Regions from separate parts of the Mus musculus genome. Here all the other regions are linked to region 7. Evidence: chromatin contacts called from public Hi-C and promoter capture Hi-C data. All regions are on one chromosome and are shown on one strand. Each heading gives the region's core, a stretch centred on a gene start, on an enhancer-like site or on the middle of the called end of the contact. The rest is flanking DNA. Distances are from core to core; before and after follow the strand shown. Region 1 holds the start of Rxfp4 (relaxin family peptide receptor 4). Region 2 holds the start of Iqgap3 (IQ motif containing GTPase activating protein 3). Region 3 holds the start of Naxe (NAD(P)HX epimerase). Region 4 holds the start of Mex3a (mex3 RNA binding family member A). Region 5 holds the start of Glmp (glycosylated lysosomal membrane protein). Region 6 holds the start of Isg20l2 (interferon stimulated exonuclease gene 20-like 2). Region 7 holds the start of Adar (adenosine deaminase, RNA-specific).

Region 1 (3,766 bases), core at 1,261-3,760, 1.1 Mb after region 7:
CTGCTCAGTTCTCTGTAGCTTCTCTCCCTAGCTGAGGTGTCTTTCCCAATAAATCTATTGTGTGGGGTTTGTTGTGCCGAGTGACTTTGTGCTATTATTCCTTGACTCCTGACTGCTAGGACACCTTTCTCTTCACAGCTATAACACAGGTAGCCCTTGGGTTGCAGCTGAGTGCCTTCTGCCAACCTCATCCCACCTCTCTCTTGCTCAAAACCCCAACATTCTGTTTCCCAGAAAGCAACTCTCTCACGTCTGGGGTTCTCATATGGGCTAGAGCTTCTCTGAAATGCCTCTCTGACCCCACCCCCAGCACCCCAAGACAACCGAGTACCAGATACTTCCTTAACCAGCAGAAGAGTGCCGAACTGCTCTCAGAATCCTTGAAAAAAAAATCTCACTCTTACCTCCCCAGTCCATGCTCTCTCCCAAAGCTCCTGCCGTGGAGAGAGATGTGAGGAGAGAAAGGAGATGATGCCATTAGAGACGGTCTTCAGCTGAGACTGAGCTCATGGGGAGACAGGATGAGGTGTGGTAAAGGCTTTTCTCAGGTTCCAGAACTCTACAGTGAGGCTTGGGATATGGAGGAATGTGGATATGACGGGGCTCTGAGTACACCAGAAAAATGGAGTGGCAGTGGGGGTGGGACAGGTTGGCAGGACTGTTCAGGGATGTAGAGCAGACCTGAAGGTGTGGCCGTGGTCATCCACCTATGGCCTCACAAGTCCAATGTGCCCAGAAGGGGTATACAGGGAACTGCAACTTCCTCCGTCTCATTTCTTTCCCCTTCTTAGCATCAAGGTCACATGGTACTGCACTGAATTCTGACCTGTGTTTTAGTTGGCAGTGTTCCCTTGGCATGATAACAGCTGTTCATTGTCCTGCTTCCTTCCATGACCAATGCTCCAAACTTCCCCTTGAAATGACAGTCATCATGCAAAGAACAAGGTATGGACTCACGCTAGCTCCCTGAACAACGGACTATCTTCATCTGATTTAACTTCTGTAAGGAATTTTTATTTATATGTATGTCTGCACGTATGGACATGTAGCACATTCGAGCCAGTGGAGACCAAAAGAGGGGGTCAAATTCTTTAGAACTGGAGTGATAGATGACGGTGAGATACTAGATGGGTGCTGGGTACCACACGCAGGTCATCTGCAAGATACTAACTCCTTAGGTATCTCTAGCCCCAATTTAAAACTATTTAAATAGTATTTGCCTGTGTGAGCATGGATGTTCAGTATGCTACTGAATGCAGGCAAATGTCAGGACAACTTTCAGGAATCTGTTCTCTCCTCCCACCTTGTGGATCCTGACCACCCAGTGCACATTGTCAGGGCCGACAAGCAGGTACTTGATATCTAGTCCCAAACTTGTTTGGTTTGGTTTTGAGACAGGGTTTCAGAACCTAACCTTGTCTGGCCTGGAATTCAGTAGACAGACCAGGCTGGGTGTGCCAGCAAACCATTAAGCCTGTCACCATCTAATCTTATTTTGAAGATTTAGTAGTGCTGGGGGGTACATACTACTGTGCATGTATAAAAGTCAGAAGACAACCCCGGGATGCCTGTCCTCTCCTACCTTTATGTAGGCAGGTTCCAGGGACAGCCATCTCCACGGGCGTATTTATTTATATATAGATTATACCTTGTTGTACTGCCAAGTTTGGCCTTGGTGATCAGGTGATCCAGCTGCCTCAGCCATGCAGGTAGCAGTGACCACAGCTCTTTGGCATCTCGCTGAATTGTATATTTTCTTAACACTTTTGGGGGGAGAATTGTGTGTGTGTGTGTGTGTGTGTGTGTGTGTGTGTGTGTGTGAGATGAGTGTGGAGGTCAAAGGGCAGCTTGTGAGTGGCATGTCTATCCTTCTCCTATGCAGATCCTGTAGACTGAATTCAAATCACCAGGCTTGGCAGCAGGCCCCTTTCCCCAAACAGCCCCGATCTCTGGCCTGCCCCCATTAACATTTTAAGCAAAGCAGCACAGGGCCCCAATCAGAGAGACACAGGAAAGGCACAGCAACTGTGGGACTCTGAGTGATGTGTGTTCCTCTCTCTTTTTCTGACTCCCAGTCTGGTTTTCTAATGCCATATTCCTTCCCTAACCTCTCCTCACACCTCTCCTTTTCTCAGAGAGCTCTCTGCACTCCGGGGAGAGAGAAAAAGCGTCTTCTGGTTTGGCTCCACATCTCTACTGTTTCCCTTTCCTTCCCTATTACATGCATGTTGACAGTGTGAACATAGCCCTCCCTTGCACTGCCCCACCCACCACGGTTGTCCAACTGGGAAGAAGCAGGCTGTTCTACCCACACCTGTCCCTCTTAGGTGTGAGCATGGGCAGGGGCTCTTACAACCCGAAGCTCTAGACCAACACCCAGATTCCAAGGGCTCTTCTAAGAGCTCTCCTGAGACAACAGCGGCGGCGGGTGGTTGCTTGCCAGGCCGGAAGGCGGGCACTCCCTGGTTCCTCTGCTCTGCTGTGCTCTAGCAACCTCCGCGGTCTTGCGATGGCCACATCCAATTCTTCTGCCTCTCTGCCCACCCTCTTCTGGGTCAATGGCTCTGGAGACAGCGTGCTGAGCACTGACGGTGCTGCCATGCCTGTCCAGTTCCTTGTTCTGAGGATCATGGTTGCACTGGCCTATGGACTTGTAGGTATCATTGGCTTGCTGGGAAATTTGGCCGTACTGTGGGTTCTAGGTAACTGTGGTCAGCGTGTGCCCGGCCTGTCTTCTGATACCTTTGTCTTCAGCCTGGCTCTAGCAGACTTGGGGCTGGCCCTTACTCTCCCTTTCTGGGCAACCGAGTCAGCAATGGACTTCCACTGGCCTTTCGGAAGTGCCCTCTGCAAGGTAGTCCTGACCACCACCGTCCTCAGCATCTATGCCAGCACCTTCCTAATCACAGCACTGAGTATCGCGCGATACTGGGTGGTAGCCATGGCTGTGGGACCAGGTAGTCACCTCTCAGTCTTTTGGGCCCGTGTGGTCACCCTGGCAGTGTGGGTGGCAGCTGCCCTGGTGACTGTGCCCACAGCAATCTTTGGGGCTGAAGTTGAGTTGTGGGGCGTGTGCCTCTGTCTTCTGCGTTTCCCCAGCAGATACTGGCTGGGAGCTTACCAGCTACAGAGGGTAGTTCTGGCCTTCATCGTGCCCTTGGGAGTCATTACCACCAGTTACCTGCTGCTGTTGGCCTTTCTAGAGCGGCAGCAAAGATGCAGGCCACGACAATGGCAGGACAGCCGAGTGGTAGCCCGCTCTGTCCGTGTCCTGGTGGCTTCCTTCGCCCTCTGCTGGGTTCCCAACCATGTAGTCACTCTCTGGGAAATTCTGGTAAGGTTTGACCTGGTGCCCTGGGACAGTACTTTCTACACCTTTCATACTTACATCCTTCCCATCACCACCTGCTTGGCCCACAGCAACAGCTGCCTCAACCCTGTGATCTATTGTCTCCTGCGGCGGGAGCCCCAGCAGGTTCTTGTCAGCTCCTTCAGAGCTCTCTGGTCAAGACTGTGGCCTCAAAGGAAGGCCTGCATGGAACAAATGGCCCTCAAGGAGGTAGGCGGGAGAACGGTAGCCAGCACCCAGGAGAGTGGCTCTTCTAGGACACACACAAACACAATGGAACACCTGGATGAAGGATGCAGCCTGAACACTCTCCTTTCTGAGACCTATCAGGGGCAGAGCCCACAGATTCTAGGGAGGAGCAGCTGCTCTCTCAGTCAGGCTGCTGTGTCCCCAGGAGAAGTCTGATCTTTGATCACC
Region 2 (3,976 bases), core at 1,260-3,759, 1.6 Mb after region 7:
AACAGGTCAGAGTGCTAGCCACACAGGCATGGGGGCCTGAGCTCAAAGCCCTGCACCCACATAAAACCCCAGGCATAGCCACAAGTACTGGTGACCCCAGCAGCCTAGCTCCAGGTTCAGTGAGAGACCTTGTCTAAGGAAAATATGGCGTCTTCTATTGAGCCTGAAACTAATCAAGACTTTGTTTTGTTTTCTTTTTCGCTTTTTTTTTTTTTCTTCTTTCTGAGACAGAGTTTCTCTGTGTAGCCCTGGCTGTCAGGGACCTCTGTAGACCAGGCTGGCTTTGAACTCAGAGATCTGCCTGCCTCTGCCTCCCCAGTAGTGGCACTTTACTGAGCCACCTCCTTTGGGCTGACCTTGATTTTTTTTTTTTTTTAATCCTCTTACCTCCTAAGCACTGAGACTACAGGGGTGTGGTCTCATGCATGGCTAGACAAAACTATTTTAACTTGCCCTTTCCAGCAGCACAGCCCCTTGTCTGTTTGCATTTGCTCTGGGGACAGGTGACTGGAATCAGGTAGGAGAAGTGGACCCTGCTTACCGCTTGGCTTCCTCCAGCCGGCAGAGGTACTGATAGGCGACATTCTGTCGCCTCTGCTCATCCATTTCCTCAGCTGTGAGGCGCTCATCTAAATCGTGAGGGGAGACAAGGCAAGGAATGCAGCGTTAGATAGGAAACCCAGCACCCACGCTGGGCTGGGCAGCTCACAACTACCAATGCCCACTTCTGGCTTCTGTGGGCACCCATACACACAAGGTGTATATTCACACAGACACGTGCACATAAATAAAAATGGATCTTGGGCAGTGGTGGTGCATGTCCATAATCCCAGCACTCGGGAGGCAGAGGCAGGCGGATTTCTGAGTTCAAGGCCAGCCTGGTCTACAGAGTGAGTTCCAGGACAGCCAGGGCTATACAGTGAAACCCTGTCTCAACAAAAAAAGAAAGAAAAAAAAATCTTCAGAGACAAGAATTTGAGGCCAGCCTGGTCTACAGAGTGAGTTCCAGGACTACACAGAGAAACCCTGTCTCGAAAAACCAAAAAATAAAAAATAAATAAAAATGGATCATAAAAAAACCAAAAACCAAGACAGGGACCTCAGCTCTGAACATATTCCCTCAGCAGTCCCCTCAGAGCACAGAAACCCTCTCCGTGCCCCAGTTCTTCCCAGTGTACCCATTATCAGGGAGCATCCTGCAGCCTTCTGTACCAGAGACATTTCCTTGTCTCCTATGCAGCCAGTCATCTTCCCATCTTTCTCATGAACCCCCTTCACTGTCATCCTTGGGAGCATGGCTGACATCATCAACCATTAGCGCAGTCATTCATTCATGCCAGACCTTTCTGGGCTACGGAGTACTCCTATTTTGCCTTAGCCACAGTCTTACTACCTCTCTATGTTTTTCATGGGGAACACACTATAAACATAAACACGGGACAGCTGCGCACAGGAGCAACGAACAACCGAGCTCAGAGAATACGCAAGAGACAGCATGGTCTCTCTGTCTTTGACTGGGCACTCCAGTCATTTTTATTCCTTATCCCATTTCCTCATCTTGGATATCCTGCAGTATGACTTCAGGAAGGGCTGGGCTTATTTGAATTGGCAGTTCAACAGACACACGCTTCCAAATACAGATTTGAAAGTGCTGGCCAACAGCAGAAAAATCCCCTGATTGCTCTGAGGGAGTTTACAAAGGAACAAGAGTTGGTTGTTGAAGCATGGAAAATAAACCAGTAAGTGAGTGACATCACCTCAGAGTTATGAATTGGGAACTCAGCGAGGTGGAATGGGAGGGGCCTTGAGCAAGGGAGGCGCTAGCCTCCTGCCTGCACACACGCCCACATACCAGAGTGTCTCAAAAACAAACAAACAAACAAACAAACAGGTTTCCTGGAGCTTCCGTTCCTTCATGAGGTGGATGGACATTGTTTTTCATTCAGATGGTCAGGTGGAATCCTTTCCACCCTCCCCACCAACCCGAGTTTTTCTCAGCCCGAGTTACCATGTTTCAGGTAGCCCAGGCTGTCCTCTCTATACTATGTAGCTAACAATGACCATGAACTTTTGACCTTCGGCCTCCACTTTGCAACTGTTGGAATTACTGGAGTGCGCTGCCAAACCGGCCCTCCGGGTTCTGCATTTTAAAAAAGCGTCCAGGTGATCAGGCGTCAAGTCATTTGGGAGGCAGCGTCTCAATGCGGAATCCCGTCCCGTGGCACTTTTTGGCAAATACAGTAACTGCTGAGTTTTAAGGGGCCATTTAGATCATCTAGACTCCTCCACCCTGGAGCCCCAGAAACTGGGAAAAAGGGAGTGCGCCCTTTGAAGGGTTTGCAGCTCAGTTACCTGGAGCACACTTCGGCGAATTCCCGGGGGAGCAGTGCTCCGGGCAGCCAATCCCGCGAAAACCAAGCCCCGCCAGCAGCACCCCGCTCCACCCTCAGATCCTTCCCGCACTCACAGGCTGTCCGAGCTCGGCCTGCCGCGCACGGCTCCATGTTCCTTCTCCTGCCAGTTTTGAATCTCCCGCCGCTGGGACACCACCCCTCACTGCGGTCACGCCGGGATGGGACGCTTCCCGTTCGTGCCGCAGGGAACCCTGGGTTTTGTAGTTCCTCTTAGAGATCGTGAGCTAGCTTAGGTCAGTTTCTTGATTTGCTTTCTCTAAGGCCCCGCTGCTCATCTGGCTTTTTAACAAATAGTCCTTGCAGCTGCCCTTCCTTTCACTAACCTGTCCTACTTCCTATAGAATTCCTGGGCCTCCCTGTGTGCTATTTGGTGTTTTACTCTGAACTAGATGACAAATGCAGGGATATACATGTTCTAGACTAGTGCTGTTACAGCAACAACAGATAGCACAGTCAAAAGCTTGGAGGTCTATGCCGCACAGAGGGAAAGATCCACTGCAGTGGAGGCAGAGACCTTCCTAGTGAAGGCTTCAGCTGATCTTGAGCAGGACAGAAAAACAGATTAATTAAAAGGGTGTGGGAAGGGAAAGGAGGTCCCGCCACCATGGAGTCTGGTTGAAATCGCCAGCTAAGGGTTGGGGCTGGAGAGATGGATCAGCGGTTAAGACCACGGGCTGCTTTTCCAGAGAATTCGGGTTCAATTCCCCGCATCCATATAATAGCTTACAACTGTCCCAACTACAGCCTCAGGGGGTCCGACATCCTCACACAAACATACATGCAGGCAAAACACCAATGCACATAAAATAAAAGTAACTAAATAAGTCATTTTAAAAAAAAAGAGAGATGGCTCAGCAGTTAAGAGCACTGACTGCTCTTCTGAGCCACCAACCACATGGTGGCTCACAACCATCCATAATGAGATCTGATGCCCTCTTCTGGTGTGTCTGAAGGCAGCTACAATGTACTTACATATAATAAATAAATAAATAAATAAATAAATCTTTAAAAGAAAAAAAAAAAAAACTTCTCCTGGAGTGGCACATTCTTTTAATACTAGGGGAGGCAGAGGCAGGAAGATCTCTGTGAGTTTGAGGCCAACTCTGGTCCACAGAGCAAGTTTCAGGACAGTCAGGGCTACACAGAGAAACAGGGTCTTGAAAAACAAACAACAAACAAAAGACTTCCTACACAACTAACAAAGTCAATGTGAAGATTATTTATAGAGATAATATTCCTTCTATACAGAAATATTTCAAATGACACAATATGAGGAATAAATATGACAACACTTTATACACATATATGAAATTGCTCCTTTTCTCCATTTTGTATACTCCAGGGTCCCCTGTCCAGGGAATGGCCCCACCCACAATTAAAAAGGGTCTACCTAATCAATTAACATGGCCAAGATAATCTCTCACAGGCAAGCTCTTTTTTTTTCTTTTTTCTTTTTTGTAATAGTGAAGGACTGGCTATAGATCCTCTTTGAGTGTCTGGTAGAATTCGTCTGTGAATCCATCTGGCCTTGGATTCTTTATTTAGCTCCTCTTGTCTCTCTA
Region 3 (4,037 bases), core at 1,145-3,644, 1.7 Mb after region 7:
TGGTGCATTCCTTTAATCTCACCACTTGGTAGGCAGATAGAGGCAGATCTCTGTGAGTTCAAGGCCAGCCTGGTATACATAGTGAGTTCCAGGACAGCCGGAGCTCATGGTAGGACCCTGCCTCAAAAACAAATAAAAAAATCACACAAAATAGCACACCCCTCCAAAATAGTACTCTATAGGAGTGGCTCTATATCTCTATTTGTCTGTCTGTCTATATCCATATCATTTCTGTTCATTAGTGGTGAACATTTAATTAAATGGCCACTCTTACTGGCTGGAGGGAGACGGAAGAATGCTGGGTTTTGTTGTGCCACTCCACAAAGATATGAATATCAGGATCTGCTAGGGAAGGAGAATGGGTTTAGAGGAGCAAATGATGGTGTCTGCCACACAAGAATGTTGCTATTGCCGGGCGTGGTGGCAAACGCCTTTAATCCCAGCACTCGGGAGGCAGAGGCAGGTGAATTTCTGAGTTCGAGGCCAGCCTGGTCTACAGAGTGAGTTCCAGGACAGCCAGGGCTATACAGAGAAACCCTGTCTCGAAAAACCCAAAAAAAAAAAAAAAAAAAAAAAAGGAATGTTGCTATTGCGTCAGGCCCCTAGCCAACCTCCTTAATCTGATTGAATATTCTTATCTATGATAGGCTAAAAATACACTAGGGGTTTGGCAGAATTAAGAAAACCTGAAAGGTTGCATGCTGGCAATAAAGGGGAGGCAGCGATTGTAGAAACAGCTCTCATTGGTTGTCTCCTGAGTTCTGTGGATGGGATATTTTCTGTATTGTTCTATAGTCACAGCCCATCAGAATGAAATCAACAGGATAAGTTGCAGAAGGCTGTAAGGTCAGCCTGCTGAGATCCCAGCTCCACCACCAGCCATCATTATCACTGGGCAGGTGGGCAGGTCTTCCTTTTTTTCTTTTTTAATTAATCTTTGAAACGGGAATACTAAGGTTGCTATGAAGTGAGGTGGTTCATGTTAGCACCTGGTATGTGTAAGTGCTTAACATATTATCTATGCCAAATAAACATATTTCACATTGTGTTTTAGAAATGAATCTTCAGGGCTGGAGAGATGGCTCAGTGTGGTTAAGAGCACTGGCTGCTCTTCCAGAGGACCTGAGTTCAAATCCCAGCAACCACATGGTGGCTCACAACCACCCGTAACGAGATCTGACACCTTCTGGCGTGTCCTGAAGACAGCTACAGTGTACTCACATATAATAAATAAAGCTTTCCACCGGAACAAGAGGGCCAAGAGCAAGCAGGGGGTCCTGAGTTCAATTCCCAGCAACCACATGGCTCACAACCTATACATAAACAAACAAACAAACAAACACTAAACTTAAATAAAGCCAGCTACAGTGGCTCAGACCCAGAATCTCAGAGGATCAGGGATTTAAAGCCATTTTTGCAACGTAAGACATAAGATCCAAGGCAGCCTAGGCCACATGAGACTGCTTGTACTGCTTGTAGTTCTGGGGACCTGACACCTCTGGTTCCCGAGGGCACCTGTGTGACCGCACATACCCATACTCTGAAACAACTGAAAACAAAATCAGCTGACCAAAAATAAACTAACTAAATATTTTCCAGCAAATCTGTAAGGAGCCTTGAGTAACTCACATGCTAGTGAAATCAGAAAAATAAAGCTGGTGAGGTCCTGCGTAAGACCACAGAACCTTGGACTTGAAGTACAATTACCGGAGTAATCTAAAGTTCCTGCCACTATCACAGCCTTAAAAATTCTATTTTCTACATTACATAAGTAAAACAGACAGGGCAGAGGTCCACAAAACCACTTGAAGAGCAAGGGCACTGACAACCTGTGATTGATCCTCGGATCTTACTCTTTGGATGGAGAGATCGGATGCACAGAAATTGTCCTCTGACCTCTATATGTGCAGCAAGGCACGTGCATGCCTCTTCCCTCCAACCCTTGCATTTTTAAATGTTAAAAACAAACAAGTCGGCATGGTGGTGCACGCCGTTAATCCCAGCACTTGGGAGGCAGAGGCAGGCGGATTTCTGAGTTCGAGGCCAGCCTGGTCTACAAAGTGAGTTCCAGGACAGCCAGGGCTACAGAGAAACCCTGTAAAAAGCAGGGGCAGCGAGAGGTCAAAGATACTAATTTTTAAAAAACTGCGTGCAATCACACCTTTCAGCAAGGAGGCAACAGAACTGCTTCAAGATGGTGGCCAGCCAGGACTGCAGAGGGAGCGAAGCACATCTGTTTGGAACTCTGCGACGCCGGGGAAAGGTGAGAACGCAGGGCGGAACGAAGGTGGGCGGAACGCCTGATAGTCTGGGACTAGGAACGGACGGTTAGATGCAGAGGCTCTGGGGCGGGGCGGGCCCTGCGCATGCGCCGTGCGAGCGGCGCTCTGCTAGTCGAATGTCCGGGCTGCGGACGCTGCTGGGGCTGGGGCTGCTGGTTGCGGGCTCGCGCCTGCCACGGGTCATCAGCCAGCAGAGTGTGTGTCGTGCAAGGCCCATCTGGTGGGGAACACAGCGCCGGGGCTCGGAGACCATGGCGGGCGCTGCGGTGAAGTACTTAAGGTACGGCCGCCCTCTCCCGCGGGGGCGGGGCAGGGCAGGCCGCGGCCCCAGCACCCCAGGGGCGGACTCAGGCCAGGACTTCCCTCAGTCAGGAGGAGGCTCAGGCCGTGGACCAAGAGCTTTTTAACGAGTATCAGTTCAGCGTGGATCAACTCATGGAGCTGGCCGGGTTGAGCTGTGCCACGGCTATTGCCAAGGTAAGCGGCACAGCGAGAAACCTCAGTGAGGTGCAGGTGGGGAGGTCCCCGGCGGTGGCGCACACAGCGGTGACTGCCCTCTGCACTTCTGCCTTCAGGCTTATCCCCCCACGTCTATGTCCAAGAGTCCCCCGACTGTCTTGGTCATCTGTGGCCCCGGAAATAACGGAGGGGATGGGCTGGTCTGTGCGCGACACCTCAAACTTTTTGTAAGTATGTGAACGGAGTTTTTTGTGGCAAGGTATGAAGACTCGGGATCGGAGATTGAATGGCTACTTTCCTTTTCAACTAGGGTTACCAGCCAACTATCTATTACCCCAAAAGACCTAACAAGCCCCTCTTCACTGGGCTAGTGACTCAGTGTCAGAAAATGGACATTCCTTTCCTTGGTGAAATGCCCCCAGAGGTAGGTGGGTTGATGCCTGTTTCTACAGTAAGTACTGCCCCTGTCCTGCCCTTCCCATTTTCAGATCAAGCTGGCCTGCCTAGTGTCTGTCTGCCCTAAAAGTGTTCTCTGAAAAAAAGTGGTGTAGAAGCCCCTCCAGACTGTGTGCTCCACGACTTTCCAGGCACTCCTATTCTGCAGCCAAACAACTCCCACAACATGCATCTAACAATAATCTGGCCCTCAGGGCCTCATCCTGAACCTTTTCTGTAGATGCATGGATTAAAGGGTGGGAAGTCAGAAATTAAAACAAAACAAAAACCAGAAAGCCCCAGCTTATTCTATGGATGAAGACACTGATATGCAGAACAGAACTAGTCTCTTCTGGCTTCCAGTGTCAGGAAGCCTGAGACTGGCAGTCACCCCTTCTCACCAGTGACAGGCAGGTAGGTACTCAGGCCTGGATTCAGACTGTCCTGAATGAGCAACTCCTCTTTACTGTGCCTTAGGAACCAGTTATATACATGCTTCTGTGGTCAGTGGGTGCAGGGACAGGCCTCCCTAGGTGACAGCAGCTCCTGACATCCTTTCCCCTTCCCTCACGCTCCCAGCCCATGATGGTGGACGAGCTGTATGAGCTGGTGGTGGACGCCATCTTCGGCTTCAGTTTCAAGGGTGACGTTCGGGAGCCATTCCACAGCATCCTGAGTGTCTTGAGTGGACTCACTGTGCCCATTGCTAGCATCGACATTCCCTCAGGTGCTGAGACTCAGGTGGCTGGGAGACTCGTGCTCAAACCTGGCTAAGGCTGGTACCCAGGGGACTGTCCCACATTAGGGCTGGGGAGCAAAGTTCATGCTGCCTGGCCCTGTGGAAAACCAGAGCCCGATAGT
Region 4 (4,165 bases), core at 21-2,520, 1.2 Mb after region 7:
ACAAGCAGAAACTAGAGTAGGGGCTCCCAAGTAATTGCACATTCCGTCAGTCCTTCCAGCCAGGAGCCGACACCCCCTCCGCACAGACCCTGGGATTGGGAGGCAGCTCCCCCTCCCCTTTCCTCTCCCAGTTCCAGGATATTTCTTTGTCTACGGGCGGAGCCCCAGGGGAGGAAGGGTCCCGAGAGTCGTCCCGACTAGGGGTAGCAGGGAACTTTGTGGCACTTGGAATCTGGGCAGGGGGCGGGGCCCCCTTTGTCGGGAAGGGACAGAGCCAGAGGCGCGCAAAGAAGGAAGCGATGAACTTTCCGTGCCGGGGACAGCAAGCCCCCACTCCAACCCTCGCAGTGTCCAGACGCCCGCTTACCTTGCCTGCCCACGATCTCGGCCACGTGCTCGGAGGTGGGCACGGGAACGCACTCCGTGGTGTTGCTGCTGCCCTTCAGTCGCAGCTCGGCCTCTTTGTAGAGCGCGCAGAGCTTGGCGTCGTTCGCCCCTTTGGGGGCGGTGGGGGGCTGGGGCGTCTGCGCCGCGGGGGCCGCGCTCGGGGCGGCCGGGGCCGCCGCGGGCGGCGGCGGCGGGGCCGGCTGCGGGGGGGCGGCCGGCTGCGCGGGGGCGCCGCCCCCCCCACCTCCCCCGTCCTCGCCCGCCGTGGGGGCGGGGGGCTCCCCCAAACCCAGGAGGCAGAGTTGATCAAGAGCCAGCTGAAGGGCGCGCTCGTCTTCCAGCAGCCCTCGGTCCTTAGCGCTTCCCCCGAAACATCCTAGTTCTCCAAAGCCCCCATTTCTTTCCATTATTCCAGATACCACTAGACTAGGCATGGCGAAACAAAAGCTGGGGGAGAGAGGGAGAGAGAGAGGTGGTGGAAGGGAGAAGAGGAGAGAGGAGGGGAGGGGAGAGGAGAGGAGGGGGTGTGTGGGGAGGGGGAACAAAGAGCTGGGGAGGGGGGAAGAAAGCGAGATAGAAAGATAGACCCACCCCTAAGCCCCCCTCCCCAAGCACCCTGTAACCTGACTCCCCTCGCCCCAGCCCCCGGGTGGGGGTGGGGGAAAAGAAGCAAAACCAAGAAAGCAGATCTCCTCTCGCTCCGGGGTGACGGGGTGGGGTGGGGGGCTGCGGGCCCTAGCCCCCACCCCTCCGCCTCGGACCCAGAGTCTCTACCCTCCGCCGAGCAGACGCCCCCTTAGGTTCCCGCACCGAGCCCCAGTCCCGGAGCGTCGCTCAGTGGCCCCCAATAGAGCCCAGCCCCTTCCAGCGCTCAAACTCTTTTGTTTTAAATGAACTGGATGGAGCAGCATGGAACTGACGGGAGGGGGGCGCGCCGGGGGCGCCCGGGGCATGCCGGGAGTTGTAGTTTCCCGCCCTCGGGCGCGGGGAGGAATTCCTCAACCCGGGCAAGAAGGGGATTGCGCCCCTCGGGCTCTGCCCACTGGTCACGGGAAAAGCCTCGGGTGGGTTGGGAGTTGTGGTCCGAGAAATTTTAGGAGCTGGCAGTATGCGGGAAGGGAGCGGGTGTGGAAAGGCGTTTCTCCTCTGCCCGCGGGTCCCGGGCCTCTTTCTTATGGTAATGAGGGCCGGGGCGGAGCGGCCTCGTGGCTGCAGTGCCCTCCCTCCTCCCGCGCGCGATCGCGGAGTCCACGGGCTCGGGCCTCTGGGAGAGAGCTGGTGGAGCAGACAAAGCCCGCGGCCGCTACAGTGGGAGGAGCAGGTCTCTGCGCTGTGTGGGGGCCAGGAAGGGGCGTTCGGTTGGGGGTGGGACCCCCGGTAGAGGATGTGGTTCCCTCTCTTCTCGGAGGTAGCAAGCCCTTCCCCCTCCCCCAGCCCCCCAGTTCCGGGATCTCAGAGGCCACGACTGGGAGGTGAGTTAGTTCGTGCCCCCGTGGTCCGTGCAGTGACCCGGGGAGGATGAGGAGGCGTGGAGGGAGAGGATGGGGGTGGGGGCTGATCCGGGAAGCCAGAAGGGTCCTAGAGGCTTCGTATGGCTTAATTTGGAGCCTTGAACCTTGAGTAACAGGAGTGAGATTGGGGGCCCCTGAGAACCCAGGTTTTTTATTTTTACTTTTTTAGACCTGAGCCTCGAATATAGTGGAGGAAATCTTTTGTCCCTTAGGACGGTCATTTCGCTGTTTCCTTTGCCTCCTTTATAAACCAGTAATTCAGCCCTTTTAACCCTAGAAATATGGCGAAAGAGATCATAAATAAGCTTTTAAGATTTGACTGTTAAGAGGGGAGTTAGAGTGTACTGCATTCTTTTCTCTTTCTTTCTTTTTTACTTCCCCCCTACTCTGTATCTTCTGGTTTTTGTTTTTGTTTTTCTTTCAAGAGAGGGATGGGATCTAAAGGTCTTGTGGTCAGGCTCAAGGAGTCACCTCCCCAAGTTGGATCACAGTAGATGGGTATGCTGGGTGGGTAGGAGTCCCGCCCCTGCCCGAGGGGTTTCCTTTGGGAAATCTGAGCTAGTCTAGAGGAAAAGTTTTGCATGAAGGTAGGGCAGTAGATTGACAATGGGGATGTCAGGAGGCACAGTGAGGCCAAAGGCCAGGAGGGCTGAGCTCAGGCCCGGTCCTTATAAGCTGATTTTTGGAAAGTGCGTTTGCACAGCATTTGGGAAGGCTGGAGTCTGAGCTGAGTGGTCGGTGGGTATGAGAGTTGTGGCTCTCCCCCTTCGGTATAGATGGTGAAGGAGAACTTTGAGCTGAGGGACCTGGCTAGCTAGAGTAGGGGAGGAGGTGCCCCACATGGAGGACTTTATGGGAGTGGATGCTCTCGCCTTCCAGCAGGAGTGGAGGAAGGCTTCTGACTCCTGTTCACCTCTCTCCCAGGAACCTGGACTTGGGCGCTGGGAGTTTCTTTGGAGAAAGTTTCTACTGGAGACCAGGTGACGGTGGGGCTAACAGCTGTTTGCAGCTTTCCTGTCCTCACTGAAACCAGATTCCCCCCAGAGTTTGCCCCATCTCTGATTTCCTCCTCACTAAACCAATTAAGGCAGGAGGTTAATGACCAAAAAAGCCTTGGGGATTTGATCGGGGAGGAAAACAAAGGGCAGAATCTATGAGTGGAGAGAGGATGCTGCTGAAAGGGAAAGGGACAGACTGAAGGTGGAGCGGGCAGGGTGGCACCCCACTGGAATCTCCCCCCACCCCCCCACCCCACCCCATACAACAAAGATACACCAGTCCTCAGGGGATCTTAGCACCCCCCACTCAAAGTCACACTGAGACTCCAGACCTCCTCCAAGGCAGAAGAGAGCCCATGTGAGCCTAGCTCTTGGAGGGCAAGGTGTGTGTGAAGGACTCAGGTGTACCCACAGAACAGGCGTGTGCTGAGATGATGGATGCACGGTTGCTGTGGGGGCGAGGGAACGGCTCTTGTTCCTGAGGCTCAGGCCTCCTTTGTTCAGGCTAATGCCACTCCGTCTGGGCTGCTGTGCACATGGGCCCAGCTCTGCTTCCCTTCCCTGGTGTCCCTGCACACCTAGGGCTAAGGACAGATGCCTGATAAGCCACTCCCTCCATTCTGCCAAAGAGTGTGGAGGGTGTGTTTTGGTCCCCTTGGGACTCTGAGGATGTCTGTCTGTCTCTCTATCTGTACATCTCTGCCTCTGCGTGTGTGTCTCTTCGTTCCTGTCTCTCTCTTCCTTGCCCTCTCCTACCCTCCTCTCCTCTCCCAACTCCTGTTTTCTGCTGAGGAATCCAAGGACCCTGATGAGTTGTTGAATTGGCTGTGGGCACTGAATACTTCTGTGTGTTTGTGTGTTTATGCATGCATGGGTGCAGGGCAGGAAAGGTGACCCAGGCCTGAGGATAGGAATGTGGGGAAGTCCATATTGGGAGACCCATTTCCCTGTCTGCTCCAAGCACTCTTGAGTGCCTGTTTTCAGCTGTCCACACAGTGACTACCAAAGTAGAAGGATACACCTAACTCCAGTGCCCTGGGAAGGGAGGGAGACATGAGAGGCTGTCACCAAGTCCCATCAAGCAGGTTGGCCTTGGTTTTTCATCCCCTGCCCCTGTTACTCTGCCCCTCACAGGCTGCCTCGGTCTCTCCTTGTCAGTTCAGCCTCCCTCATGCTTACGAGGTTTCCCTGGCCTTTTTGGGTTTTTTCTTTTTCTTTTTCTGTTTTTGTTTTTGTTTTTGTTTTTTCGAGACAGAGTTTCTCTGTGTA
Region 5 (3,895 bases), core at 782-3,281, 1.4 Mb after region 7:
AAATTCAGTTCCCAGCACCCATACCAGGAGGCTTACAGCTATTTGTAATTCCAGCTCCAGGGTACCTGATACCCTCTTCTTGCCTCCATAGGAACCTGTATGCACATGCACCCAAATACACACACATAAAAAACAAGTCTTCTGGGGCTGGAGAGATGGCTTAGCAGTTAAGAGCACTGGCTGTACTTCCAGAGGACCTGGGTTCAATTCCCAGCACCCTCACGGTGGCTCACAACTGACTGTAGCTCTAGTTCCGGGGGATTTGGCACCTTCACAGACATACATGCACATAAAATGAAAAGAAATCCTTCAAAAACCCAAACACACAGTCTTTTTTAACAATAAGTGGTTGGTGGGTTTTCTGGGCTGCTAGCGGGATCCCACTTTACATTCCCACCCATCTATCTCGCACTGGTGACCTGACCTGGAAGACGGCAGGTGCATATTCATCATCGATGGAGTTCCGTTCGTTCACTGAGGGGCAGTCAGGGCCCTGTCCCAAGGTGGCTACCTCTAGACCAAATAGGGAATGGTTTCCACGAGGAGAAGCTCCAACCAGGGCCACTTCTAACTGGCAGACATCTGCTGTGTGCAGGAGGCGAGGGGGCTGAGCAGGTCGACCAGATCTAGAAAAGGCTTGGACCTTGGAAGGAGAAGGAAGCCATGTGGGGAGAATGGAGCTTGAGGGACAGATACTCCCACCCTCATCAGTCATTTCCAGTTCCTTCCCCATAGCCTCACCTTGAAGGTCAGGCTGCCATTGGCGAATGCTCCAGTAGGATCATCTACAGGGCGGCCTTGAAAATCGGCACTCAGGTTGGCAAGATCCAATGAGTTGGTGATATTGTTCCAGGAGAACTTGGCCAAGGAGTACGGAGGGTATGGCTTTCCTGGAGGCTGTGCCCCCTCGGACGCATTGGTGCTGTCAAACTCAAGCAGCTGGGGACAGGGTAGAGTGGAAGAGGCTTGCCTCCCTCTGGCTTTCTCTTGAATATCCCTCCCAGTCACCCCACCCAAAACTGCATTCACTTCACCCACCCTGGGCTAAACCCGTCCCTCGCCCTGGGGGTAGGATGGACTCTCTTCTTGTGATCTTCTCTCTGGGCTCCTTCAGACCCTCACCCTGGTGAAGACGAGAGCAGAAGAAAACTGTATGCTGCTCTTGGGGAGCACCATCAGGGCCCCAGCAGGATCGGGAGACAGCAGGAGACTCCAGTTGACACTCAGGACACTCTGAGTGGTGTTAGTGGCCACCAGCACCACAGCTGGAGGCCCCAGGCTGCTCCACACATAGTGCAGGGTGGAGTTGCTGCCCACTGCCCGAATATGAAGCAGGTTCTGTGGATTTGGCCAGCCGGAAATAACCTCCATAGATACCTGGAACACGGGGTAGTGGGGCGGAAGGAGCAAGATCAGGTATGCTCACAGGCAAAGCTGCAGCTTGTAGGTGGAGGACAGGACCTGGGCAATGCAAGGGCTCTTGAGGACCAGGCAAGAGGGAAATGTAGAAACTGAGGGGAACTTGGAATCAGGGGCAGATGTAGGGTTGAGAACATAGGGTGGATCCAGGATTACTCAGAGGGCTCAGAGCTAACAAGGCTTTTAAGTCCCCAAACTTGCCTGTTCCTGGGCTACAATGGCTGAGCCATGGCTCAGACATCGTCAGAAAGCAGGACGCAGTCATGCCTGACCCCTCCACAATTCTTCCAATCACTCGTGACTCCACACTGAGCTCTCTGGGTTGTTATCTCTCTTGCATCCACCTTCCACCCCTCTGTTGTCCCAGATTCCGGTCATCCTAGAAAGGTAGGATTTCCGGAAACATCTATAACTTCAGTTCCAGAGCCCTTACCTGGCGAGTCTCTTCTCCCTGCAGGCCAAATGGAGCTGAACACACAAGTAGACTCAAAAGGAGCCATGGGGTAGGGGCACAGGGGACCCAGCCCCAGTGAGGTCCCCAACAGCGAAACATACAGCCACAGCTAGTTAAACTCAGCGGAAGAGCCTCAGAGTCACATGACTCCTTTCCTGCTGATCCCTTTTGAGGGCGGGCCAACAAAGTTCTTAAAGGGGCCGCTTCTATTAACCCAGATCTGTTTAAGTTGGAATAGCCTCCCGAAAGCTCAAGGTGAACAGGTATTTTATCATCAACAGGTTGGCCTAGGCATCCTAGACTAGCTGTGCAAACATACTCCTACCTTACTGCAGACACCCTACCGGCCCCACCTACATCACCTCTGGTGAATAAACCCAGATTAAAATTTCCACACAATTTAACAGAGTAATTTGTATGTTACTGCTCTGTGCTAGAAAGATATAGAGAGGGCTGGAGAGATGGCTCAGTGGTTAAGAGCACTGACTGCTTTTCCGAAGGTCCTGAGTTCAAATCCCACCAACCACATGGTGGCTCACAACCATCCGTAATGAGACCTGACGTCCTCTTCTGGTGCAGCTAAAGACAGCTACAGTGTACTTAGATATAATAATAAAAAAAAATCTTCAAAACAAAAAAGGAAAGATATAGAGAGGAATTGGATATAAAAGAACCCTTGGGGGTCAGCAAGATGCCTCAGCATTTGCTCTAAACTGAACATGAGTTGGATATATATTCAGGACCAACGCGGTAGAAGGAGAAAAATAATTGCCAGAAGCTGTAACCTGATTTACACATGCATTCTGTGCATTGCTCACATAAAACAAGTGCAGTAAAATGTAAAAGAATGCCGGGCGGTGGTGGCGCACACCTTTGATCACAGCACTTGGGAGGCAGAGGCAGGCGGATTTCTGAGTTTGAGAAAAGTGAGTGCTAGGACACCAGGGTTACACAGAGAAACCCTGTCTTGAAAAAACAAAGACAAAAACACAAACAAAAAAAGTAAAAGAATAATAAAAGAATCCTTAGGTATGGTAGTCTCAGAAAACAGAACCAAACAGGAATGGAGGCTTGTTTCTACAAGGGGACCAAGACACCCTAATTCCAGCCAAGAGGTGAGAAGAGGAAGACCAGAAATTCAAGGTCTGGGGCATGAGATGTTCAGCAGGTAAATGCATTTCATTTATTAGATTACCAAGTAGGCAGGGACTGGCTGTCCAGGAACTCTTTATACATACCAGGCCGGCCTTGAACTATTAAAGATCCACCTGCCTGCCTCTACCTCCTCTGCTGGAATTAAAGGCATGAGCACCACAACCAGCCTGTTTTTCCTAAAATCTTAACATGTAAAGTATTTTGCCTGTATGTCTGTCTGTGTCTGGTGTCCTCAGAGACCAGAAGAGGATGTCAGATCCTCTGAGGCTGGAGTTACAGATGGCTGTGAGCTACCATGGAGATGATGGGAATCAAACCTTGGGTCCTCTGGAAGAAGTCAGTGCTCTTCATTACTGAGCATTTTCTCCATCTCCAACTTAAATCTGTTAGACTAATGCACAGTACAAATTTGAACCAGGTGTTCTGGCACAAGCCTTTAATCCTAGCTAACCAGGGCTACATAGAAGACCTTGTTAAAAAAAAAGAATCAGGATTACTTACATGATAATGTTAAGCAAGTGCTTTGACAGAGCTTATACACGCAACCTAGACACTAGGTTCTAACCTAGAGACAAGGGTCTCTGCATAGCCCAGCCCTGACTATTCGGAACTTGTTCTGTAGACCAGGCTGTCCTTTCAGAGATCTGCCTGCTGCTGCCTCCAGAGTGCTGGGATTACAGGCATGACTCCACCTAGGCCAGTTTTTGTTCTTTTTCTTTTTTTTTTTTTAGTATAGTTTATTCAGTGCATGGGGAGGGGAGTTAAGAGGGTAGTAGAGGCAGAGAAAGGCAGAGAGAGAGAAGTAGAGGCATCCATGACCACATGGAGGAAGGGGGTAAGGTAATGGGGAGAGAGGGGGAGCAAGAG
Region 6 (3,731 bases), core at 1,019-3,518, 1.8 Mb after region 7:
AAAGTTTGGCTAAAAAGTATGATGTTTGGTCATAAGTTGACAGGGATGGACTTGTGACACAACTGTCTACTTAATAGAATTATACTAGAAGGCAAAGTTGAGCATGTCTGTGAGCTTTCAGATTGGGTCAACTGAGGTGGTAGGATCCATGTAAAAAAGAAACTAATCCTTACTCCAATAGGAAGCCTTCCTAATCACGTGACATTATTCTCCCTCCCTTTACCATCCTTTGACACCTCCCCAGAATATCACTTGCTGAAAGTCCTCTCCAGACCTCTCTCTACTGTCTCGACCCACGCTCCTCACCTGACTCCGAGCAGTCTTAAAGGGTGTAGCGTTAACCATGTGGCACTTCCGGATGCCACTCCATCTGGTCCGGTAGTTGACGATGTAGCAGGGGGGGAGGACGTACTCATCGTACAGCACATCACCATTGTAATTTACAATGCTGCATCGAGCCAGGGAACTAACGCGTCCCTTGGGTCCTGTGCCCACCATTTCACAGTCTATTGCCACCATCTTCCCTGGCAAGTTTTGGGGGACTGTAGGGCACTTATCTTCAGAACGAGCTTGGGTGGAGTTCGGTACAGCATTTTTCTTCAAGGGCTTCTTCTTGGAGCCTTTATCCTTTGACTGAGCTTGGGTGGAGTTCTCTGTAGCAATTTTCTTTTTCAAGGACTTCTTCTTGGAGCCCTTCTTCTGGGTGCTCTTAGTCTTTGGAAGGGCACTCTGAAACTCCCCTAGCAAATCTATTTTAGACACAACAGAAGCAGTCTTCTTTGAAGGAGCAGGGGTCAGCCAAGACAATGGTGCTTTCTTGTCTTTGGACTGCTCTGAGTCCCTCTTGGAGGCAGCTGCCTCTTTCTTCTTTGGGCATGGAAGGATCTTCAAAATGCCATCTACTCTTGAAGTTTCCCCTTTCTTTGGAGGTTCTGAGTTCAACTTAGACACCTTGTTAGGGGGTTGGTTCTTTTTATTCAGAAATCCTTTCTGTTCCAAGAACCTTCGCTTCTTGACAAAGCGTTGATGTTTGGCATTTCCTCCAAATGCCTTTTTCGAAGGTTGCCCAAAGTCTAAATTCAGGAGTATGGTAGACATGAGATCAGTGGATGGTGGGAGGAAGCTGGGAAGAATGGCTCACTGATAGCAAAAGGATGAGAGGCTCATCCTCTGTGGAATCCCATAGTTCAACATGTGGAGGTCTGCAATCAGCCTTGGGGACAAAGTAATCCTGATTCCCGCACCATAGGCCTGAGAGAAAAGAAGATCAGTTCTGGAAGACATAAGTGATAACTTCCACAAGCCCCAAAGCCCGGCTAACTACTGAAGCCTCCACAATTCACCTTTAGGTTGGTCTTAAAAGGGTTATTTCCCTTCTCCGGATCTCTGTGCCATTTTAAAAACTAAAGATGCTGGGGCTGGAGAAACGCCTTAGTAGTTATAACCTTGTTGCTCTCGCAGAGATATTAAGTTCAGTTCCAGGCACCCACGTTGTAGTAGTTCACAGCATCTGTACCTCCAGCTTCAGAAAAAACTAGATGCCTTCCGATCTCTGCAGGCCCCGGGCAATTAAACGATACACATACATAAATACAAACAAAACACTCAGACAAATAATAAATCTAATTACATAAAATGAGGGTGCTGAGGCTGCGGATAAAAAGATGTGGGACCCACGGAGATCGACTCTATCATGTCTATGAAGTCAAAACAAGGGCGTCAGATGAGACTTTTAAGTACCAGTGGTGAGAAGAAACAACACAAATACCCTCTGGATCACCCAGGAATTCTCAGCGTGCTACGAAATGAAGACCAAATCCAGGTGTCGCGCTCCCTCGGCTCCACGTGGGGGCGATCTCCTCACATACCTTACCTGTCTCCCACAGTAAGGACACAGTGGAGGGCCAGCCACCTCGGCCACCACATTCTTGACGATCCACGAACTATTCCCGAACACCCTATACACCTACCTCCAAGTTGGTTCCCCACTAAGATCGCAAGCGTCCGAAGCCGGATGCAGGCGCAGGCGCGCGCCGACGTATGCCGGGACGGCAAGAACGCGGGCGACAACGGGAAGGCGGCCGGCGCGCACGCGCCCGCAGCGCCCCCACCTCAGGCAGCGAGGCCAGCGACTCGGAGTGCGTGAGCAGCGGGAACGGCGGTGGCGGCGGCGGCGGCGTGGGTGGGGGCGGGGGCGGGATGCGCTCCCCGGCCCCTCGGGCCCCGTGGAGGTACAACTCGAAGGTGGTGGGCCGCGGGAAGCGGAACAGAGTGCGCCGGAACCGTGGTCCCACTTCCGGGAGGGAGGGTGGGACCTGCAGCTGACCCCCTCGCCGTAAGCTGGTGCTGGGCGCGCTTCTGTGACGTCTCCGAGTCCCCTGCGGCTGCGCAAATGGCTTGGCCCAGTGGAAGTCGTGACGTTGGGCAAGTGCGCCTTGTTCTAAGGATTTGTAATAGGACGGGATCGCCCTGAGAGGTGTCGTCGGGCGGGTTCGGAGTTCTTGCTTTGCGTCGGGCGTGCAGAATTGAGTCCGGTTTGGGTTGCATGGTTTCGTGGTACCGACCTTGTGTCTCCTCACCTCCTCCCTCCTTGCACCGACATTTCACGCCACAGGATGCGGGGCGTTTCAGCCCATGGCCTCTCGCATGAGGAGAGAAGGCAACTGGCTGTGGACCTCACCCGCGTCCTAGCTCACTACCGTTCCATCCTGGACGCCTACATCATCGTGAGGCCACCGGGCTGAGGGCGGGGTGCTTCTTGGGGGGCGGGGGGTGAATAGGAGCCCACTGCAGAGAAAATGTGGAGACAGCTTTTATCTCTTCCTAATAAGGAACGCGTTGACTACTAGAATACTTTTCACCCAGCCTTCTGACTCTAATACTTAAGTTTTGTTTGTTTCATTTGAAACCCCACAACCAACATTTGGCCATGCTACAGTTGCATAGAAACATACGAGAAACGAGATGTTCCATAGGATATCCTCCACTAAAGGCAATAAAGAGTGGGTTGGGGAAGAGGAAGTGCTTGGCCAAATGTGGTGTACCCTTGTAATCCTGTCACCTAAGAAGTAGATGCAGGAGAATCGGGAGTAAAAGGTTCCCCTGGGCTACAAAACAAGTTCTAGGGCAGCCTGGACTGGACGATGTTACTTTAAAAAAGGAGGGGAGGGAAACAAAACAGGGCAGACATACATAAAGTTACCTTTCTGTAATCTCGCCCCTCAGAAGACTAAGGCAGAATTGTCTTGACTTGCAGCCAGCTTAACGAGTGTTGAGACATGTCTCATTTCCCCCCAACTCCCCCCCACACACACAGAAGAGCACCAGCAAGGCTTGTGGGTGGGGTGATTCTCAACCTTCGTGATCCTACATCCATCCATTTAGTACAGTTCCTCATGTTGTGATCTCCAACTATAAAAGTATCTTTTGTTGCTACTCTGTAACTGTAATTTTACTACTGTTATGAATCGTAAATACCTGATATGCGGGATAGCTGAAGTGTGAACCCCCAAAGAGGTCCCAACCTACAGGTTGAGAACCGCTGTTTTAGGGTAAATGTTTGTCTAGGACTAACAAGATGGCTATGTGGTTAAAAGCATTTTTGTTTGTTTGTTTTTTGTTTTTTCGAGACAGGGTTTCTCTGTATAGCCCTGGCTGTCCTGGAACTCACTTTGTAGACCAGACTGGCCTCGAACTCAGAAATCCACCTGCCTCTGCCTCTGGAGTGCTGG
Region 7 (3,780 bases), core at 802-3,301:
TGAGCCATCTCTCCAGCCCTAACTACATTCTTGATTTAAATGGCTATTTTCAGACAAAATCTGGGAAATATATGTGCGTAGCTACAAAGTAGTTGAATAAGTTATAACAGCCTCACACTGTGGAACATTAGTCACAATTTCTGAACATCTGTGTTGGATACATTTGCATTTTTACTACAAAAAATTTGTATATGTGAAAAGTGTAAATGGTAGAGTACATGTAAGTTAAGCTTTCTTCTGTTGAAAAGAAAAAACCTGGTTTGGGGGGGGGGGGAAGAGAAGGGAGAGAGAGAGAGAGAGAGAGAGAGAGAGAGAGAGTGAGTTCATATATGCACAAACACTAGAATAGGCACAGAAGAAATGAAACTAAGGAATTTACTCAGTTATTTCGGGGAGGTAGGACCAGAGAAGGAAACAGAACATGTAGTGCTATCTCTGACGTGGCTCACAGCCTTCCTGACTCGCCTGAAGGCTACAGGAGCTGGGCCACAGCCTTCTGTCGTGACTGGCAATCTTACCATCCTAACATATAATATCAAACATGGCTCTTCAAACACCATTCTAATCCTGCCTTCCATCTCTAGGACCAACAGATAAGTCCTTTGTCTTTACCATCTATGATCCATAGGTGCATACTGTAGTATATGTAAAAAGTGCTTTCCTTCAAGTCAGATGCCTGCAATATTTTGAGGGAAGGTAGACACACACACACACACACACACACACACACACACACCATTAAGAGCTGGGGAGATGACTCAGTGAGTAAAGCGTTTGCCACACAATCTTAAGGACCTGAATCTGAATCTCCAGAACCCAAGAAAAACAAAACAAAACACAGTGTGGTATAAAAATCAGTAATTGTGAGACACTTGAGGGTATAGGGGACCAAGAAGAAAAATTCCTGGAAGCCTGAGGGCCCAGTTCCGAGGCTGTCCTTTGTCGTAGAAAGAAGTACAAGTGTGCCTGTACATCTGCAACATTAAAAGTTGGTTGTTGGAGTAGGGTTTTTTTGGTTTGTGTTTTTGAGGCCATCTACACAGCTTTGGCTGGCCTGGGACTCAGAAATACCTGCCTCTGCCTCATGAGTACCATCATACCCCCCAAATTACAACACACACACACACACACACACACACACACAGTAGTAGAGCATTTGCTTATCAAGTGTGAGGCTATTGGTACATCCCATATAGCTTTTTAAAATTTTGAAGGATAAACCTGGGTGGGACATGCCTGCAATTCCAGCTCTAGGGAGAAAAGACTGGTGGCTTGCTCAAGGGCAATCAAGGCAACACAAGACAAGTAGAAACTGCCTCAAAAGCAAACAAACCAGCATGGTCAAACCAAGGCAAGGAACAGTCCTAATCCCACCACAGGGTCAGTTTCCATCCCCGCTGCTTTCCAGAATGACAGATCCAGTGCTGTGCACAGCATGAATCCTCGGAATCTGGGTTTTTCTGTTCAGAACGTTGCAGCTGGGGCTCATGTACGACATCACAAGTTCATTTTAGTGCTAAGTAGAATTCCACGAAGCTTACCCAGTGCGCTACAGAAAGACACCCTTCTTGGCCATAAAGCAAAAGACTTCCCCCTGCTGGTTAGTTGAGATAATTTAAATTTCTCAGGAAGTTGAAAAAGCAAAGAGGATCATGAGAAAAGTTGCTCATGTTGGGCTATAGCGGCTCAGCAAGGCATCAGGGGTCTTAGCAGAAAGAGAAGGGGTGTCTGCCCCGGCCTGGGTCCTTGTCTGGCTTAGACGCTGGTCTATCTTCTGACCAGCCTCCTTCCTGAGACTGCTCAAAGCTACAAGAACTAACTGAACAGAAATCCCCAGAAGGGCTGGCAGTTCGGCTTGAGAAGGAGAACGTGACCCTCGTAATTCACACTACGCGAGCCAGATATGAGGGTGCAGACCCCGCGGGCTTACCTGTGGGTCCCCTGAACCCTTGAGACATAGTGCCGGCAAGGCCCGCACCTGTGGCCGTAAGATGGCTGGCTCCCCAGAGTTCACTTTCGTTTCCTTGAAAAGGCTTCCCCGCCCAACTGTTGGGCCAAGAGGAGGGAGGGGTTTGCTCCCGGTAGCCGAGCAGCAGCATCCTGCCCACCATAAGGGCTGGGCCGCCGTAGTCCACGCCCACCGCCTTCCTCACCACTCCACCTCCACTAGCAGGGCACTATATACGTTCTCTGAGAGCTTGGGAGCTATTTACTTCACTGACAAGCTTATTTTTGTTCACGGTATTTTGGAAAGCTTCACTCAACAGCGCCCTCTCCGCCCTGTGAGGAAGTTCCTTTTCCGTGTTTAATCCCTACTGCTTGCGAGATTTACAAGTCTGTCCACTCCTAGAGTGACCATTGGCCAATGCCCTGTCCCCACTAGCCTGTCCTTCATTCCCCCTGTTGGCTGCTCCAAACTTCCTATCTTTTTGTAGATAAAATTCTTTACCTTCACGTATTCTGTTCTTTAGCCTAGAATGTTCCTCCCCCTTTCCTTGTTTTGTTTTTGAGACTTCAGAGGAATTCCACTTCCATATCCCTGGGTACCTGATGCGTTTGTACCAGTGTCAGCACCCAGCACATGGTGCAAGTAGGCCAGCATATGGCAGTCTGGGCATCTAGTGTATGCTACAACGTCAGCACCCAGCAGCACACACAGTGTAAGTAGAAGCCCCAGCATGTAGCAGTCTGGGCAAGATGGATGGCTCAAAAGTCACTCCCAATCATGTCCTCCCTGTTTGGTATAGCTGCCTGCCTTCAGTGCTCCCGGGGGCACTCCAGTGGGCAGGGCTGTTCTCGCCTATATCCCCTGCACAGTGAGTCCCAGACAGTCATAGGTGAGTGGATAATAGTGCACTCTAAGTAAAACAATTTGCGGAACAGAAACTTGGGGGGGGGGGGATAAAAAATGGCAATCAACACAGGAAAAGAGCTCAATCTTGTGCCATCAGGGAAACTCAGGAAAGGTCACAGTGAGTAGGTGTTCTTGTCCACTCACCAGTGTGGCACCATTAACTAGCACATAGGAGGACCAAGAAGGAGCAACCCCAGTCACTGCAGGAAGTCATTACTTAGAAACACACCCCATGGTTTAACCATTATATGCATTTAGCAGGATAAGCTACACAACACTGAAAGCAATCAAACTAAAATAAGCAGATGTTCCCACCTTAGGATATTACACAGCAATTGAAGTAAAAACCACAGCCAAATGCAGCAGATGGGAAACAATGTAACAATACTGAAAGAAGACCTCCTGTCCCAAACCAAGCAAAACCAAGGTCAATCATGTATTGCACAAGACAGGTTCAAGTCCAAGGCATTCTAAATGGAAGGAATGTTCTGGGGGCTAATGATCCACTGAGGACCCGCAGACAGTCTCATTCCTAAACTTTGTCTCGCTCCCTTGATAACTGTCCTAACTCTCCCAGCCTCACTAGGTGGCACCTCCACTGCAACCTGGGGCTGTTTACCTTTTCCAGGTTTTCCCCTCAACTGGAGGGCCTTGGGAACAAACAGGTGACAGTCCTGTCACAAGCAGCTTACTTCCCTAGGAGCTTGGGAGCCTCCTGCCAGGTTCCAATTCAGAGGGCTACTCCTTAGTCACCACCCAAATAACTAACTCAGTTGTGTCTAAAATAAGGTATCACAACCTCCCCCTTGGCGCTTGCAGGCCAGGAAGATTTATTTATTTTATGTATAGGAATACACTGTAGCTATCTTCAGACACCCCAGAAGAGGGCACCAGATTCCATTACAGATGTTGTGAGCCACCATGTA

The links. Promoter capture Hi-C pulls out the DNA fragments that hold promoters and counts their contacts. Hi-C and Micro-C count contacts between places; a contact is called where the count stands out from the background. Capture Hi-C pulls out chosen DNA fragments and counts their contacts.
Region 1: a contact with region 7 is called in a promoter capture Hi-C map of liver, with 3 times the contacts expected there. The contact joins the promoter of Rxfp4 here to the promoter of Adar in region 7. A contact is called at or near these places in 1 of 39 promoter capture datasets (liver) and 1 of 115 datasets of contacts at active chromatin or transcription factors (pancreatic cancer cells).
Region 2: a contact with region 7 is called in a promoter capture Hi-C map of liver, with 2.2 times the contacts expected there. The contact joins the promoter of Iqgap3 here to the promoter of Adar in region 7. A contact is called at or near these places in 2 of 39 promoter capture datasets (liver and pre-B cells) and 1 of 9 other capture datasets (liver).
Region 3: a contact with region 7 is called in a promoter capture Hi-C map of liver, with 2.8 times the contacts expected there. The contact joins the promoter of Naxe here to the promoter of Adar in region 7. A contact is called at or near these places in 2 of 39 promoter capture datasets (both in liver).
Region 4: a promoter capture Hi-C map of neutrophils shows a contact between it and region 7, with 3 times the contacts expected there. The contact joins the promoter of Mex3a here to the promoter of Adar in region 7. A contact is called at or near these places in 2 of 39 promoter capture datasets (liver and neutrophils).
Region 5: a contact with region 7 is called in a promoter capture Hi-C map of liver, with 2.6 times the contacts expected there. The contact joins the promoter of Glmp here to the promoter of Adar in region 7. A contact is called at or near these places in 2 of 39 promoter capture datasets (both in liver) and 1 of 9 other capture datasets (liver).
Region 6: a Hi-C map of B cells shows a contact between it and region 7, with 7 read pairs. The contact joins the promoter of Isg20l2 here to the promoter of Adar in region 7. A contact is called at or near these places in 2 of 39 promoter capture datasets (liver and pre-B cells) and 1 of 484 Hi-C or Micro-C datasets (B cells).

Annotation. Positions count from the first base shown.
Region 1 is chr3:88,651,886-88,655,651 of GRCm38.p6, reverse strand. It overlaps Rxfp4 (relaxin family peptide receptor 4), which reads left to right and starts at 2,510. Exons shown (of 1, transcript NM_181817.1): 1 at 2,510-3,754. The coding sequence starts at 2,510. The coding sequence ends at 3,754.
Region 2 is chr3:88,080,584-88,084,559 of GRCm38.p6, reverse strand. It overlaps Iqgap3 (IQ motif containing GTPase activating protein 3), which reads right to left and starts at 2,509. Exons shown (of 38, transcript NM_001033484.1): 1 at 2,468-2,509; 2 at 542-629. The coding sequence starts at 2,504.
Region 3 is chr3:88,056,852-88,060,888 of GRCm38.p6, reverse strand. Naxe (NAD(P)HX epimerase) reads left to right here and starts at 2,394. Exons shown (of 6, transcript NM_144897.3): 1 at 2,394-2,562; 2 at 2,651-2,759; 3 at 2,858-2,968; 4 at 3,052-3,165; 5 at 3,756-3,903. The coding sequence starts at 2,399.
Region 4 is chr3:88,529,051-88,533,215 of GRCm38.p6, reverse strand. Mex3a (mex3 RNA binding family member A) reads right to left here and starts at 1,270. Exons shown (of 2, transcript NM_001029890.3): 1 at 368-1,270. The coding sequence starts at 821. Gm38618 (a long non-coding RNA gene) reads left to right here and starts at 1,336. Exons shown (of 2, transcript XR_867447.3): 1 at 1,336-1,859; 2 at 2,823-3,950.
Region 5 is chr3:88,323,159-88,327,053 of GRCm38.p6, reverse strand. It overlaps Glmp (glycosylated lysosomal membrane protein), which reads right to left and starts at 2,031. Exons shown (of 6, transcript NM_020003.1): 1 at 1,853-2,031; 2 at 1,123-1,377; 3 at 742-939; 4 at 425-643. The coding sequence starts at 1,972.
Region 6 is chr3:87,928,851-87,932,581 of GRCm38.p6, reverse strand. It overlaps Isg20l2 (interferon stimulated exonuclease gene 20-like 2), which reads right to left and starts at 2,268. Exons shown (of 4, transcript NM_177663.4): 1 at 1,971-2,268; 2 at 307-1,251. The coding sequence starts at 1,098. It overlaps Rrnad1 (ribosomal RNA adenine dimethylase domain containing 1), which reads left to right and starts at 2,387. Exons shown (of 8, transcript NM_153562.4): 1 at 2,387-2,726. The coding sequence starts at 2,616.
Region 7 is chr3:89,728,989-89,732,768 of GRCm38.p6, reverse strand. It overlaps Adar (adenosine deaminase, RNA-specific), which reads right to left and starts at 2,051. Exons shown (of 15, transcript NM_001146296.1): 1 at 1,931-2,051. The coding sequence starts at 1,958.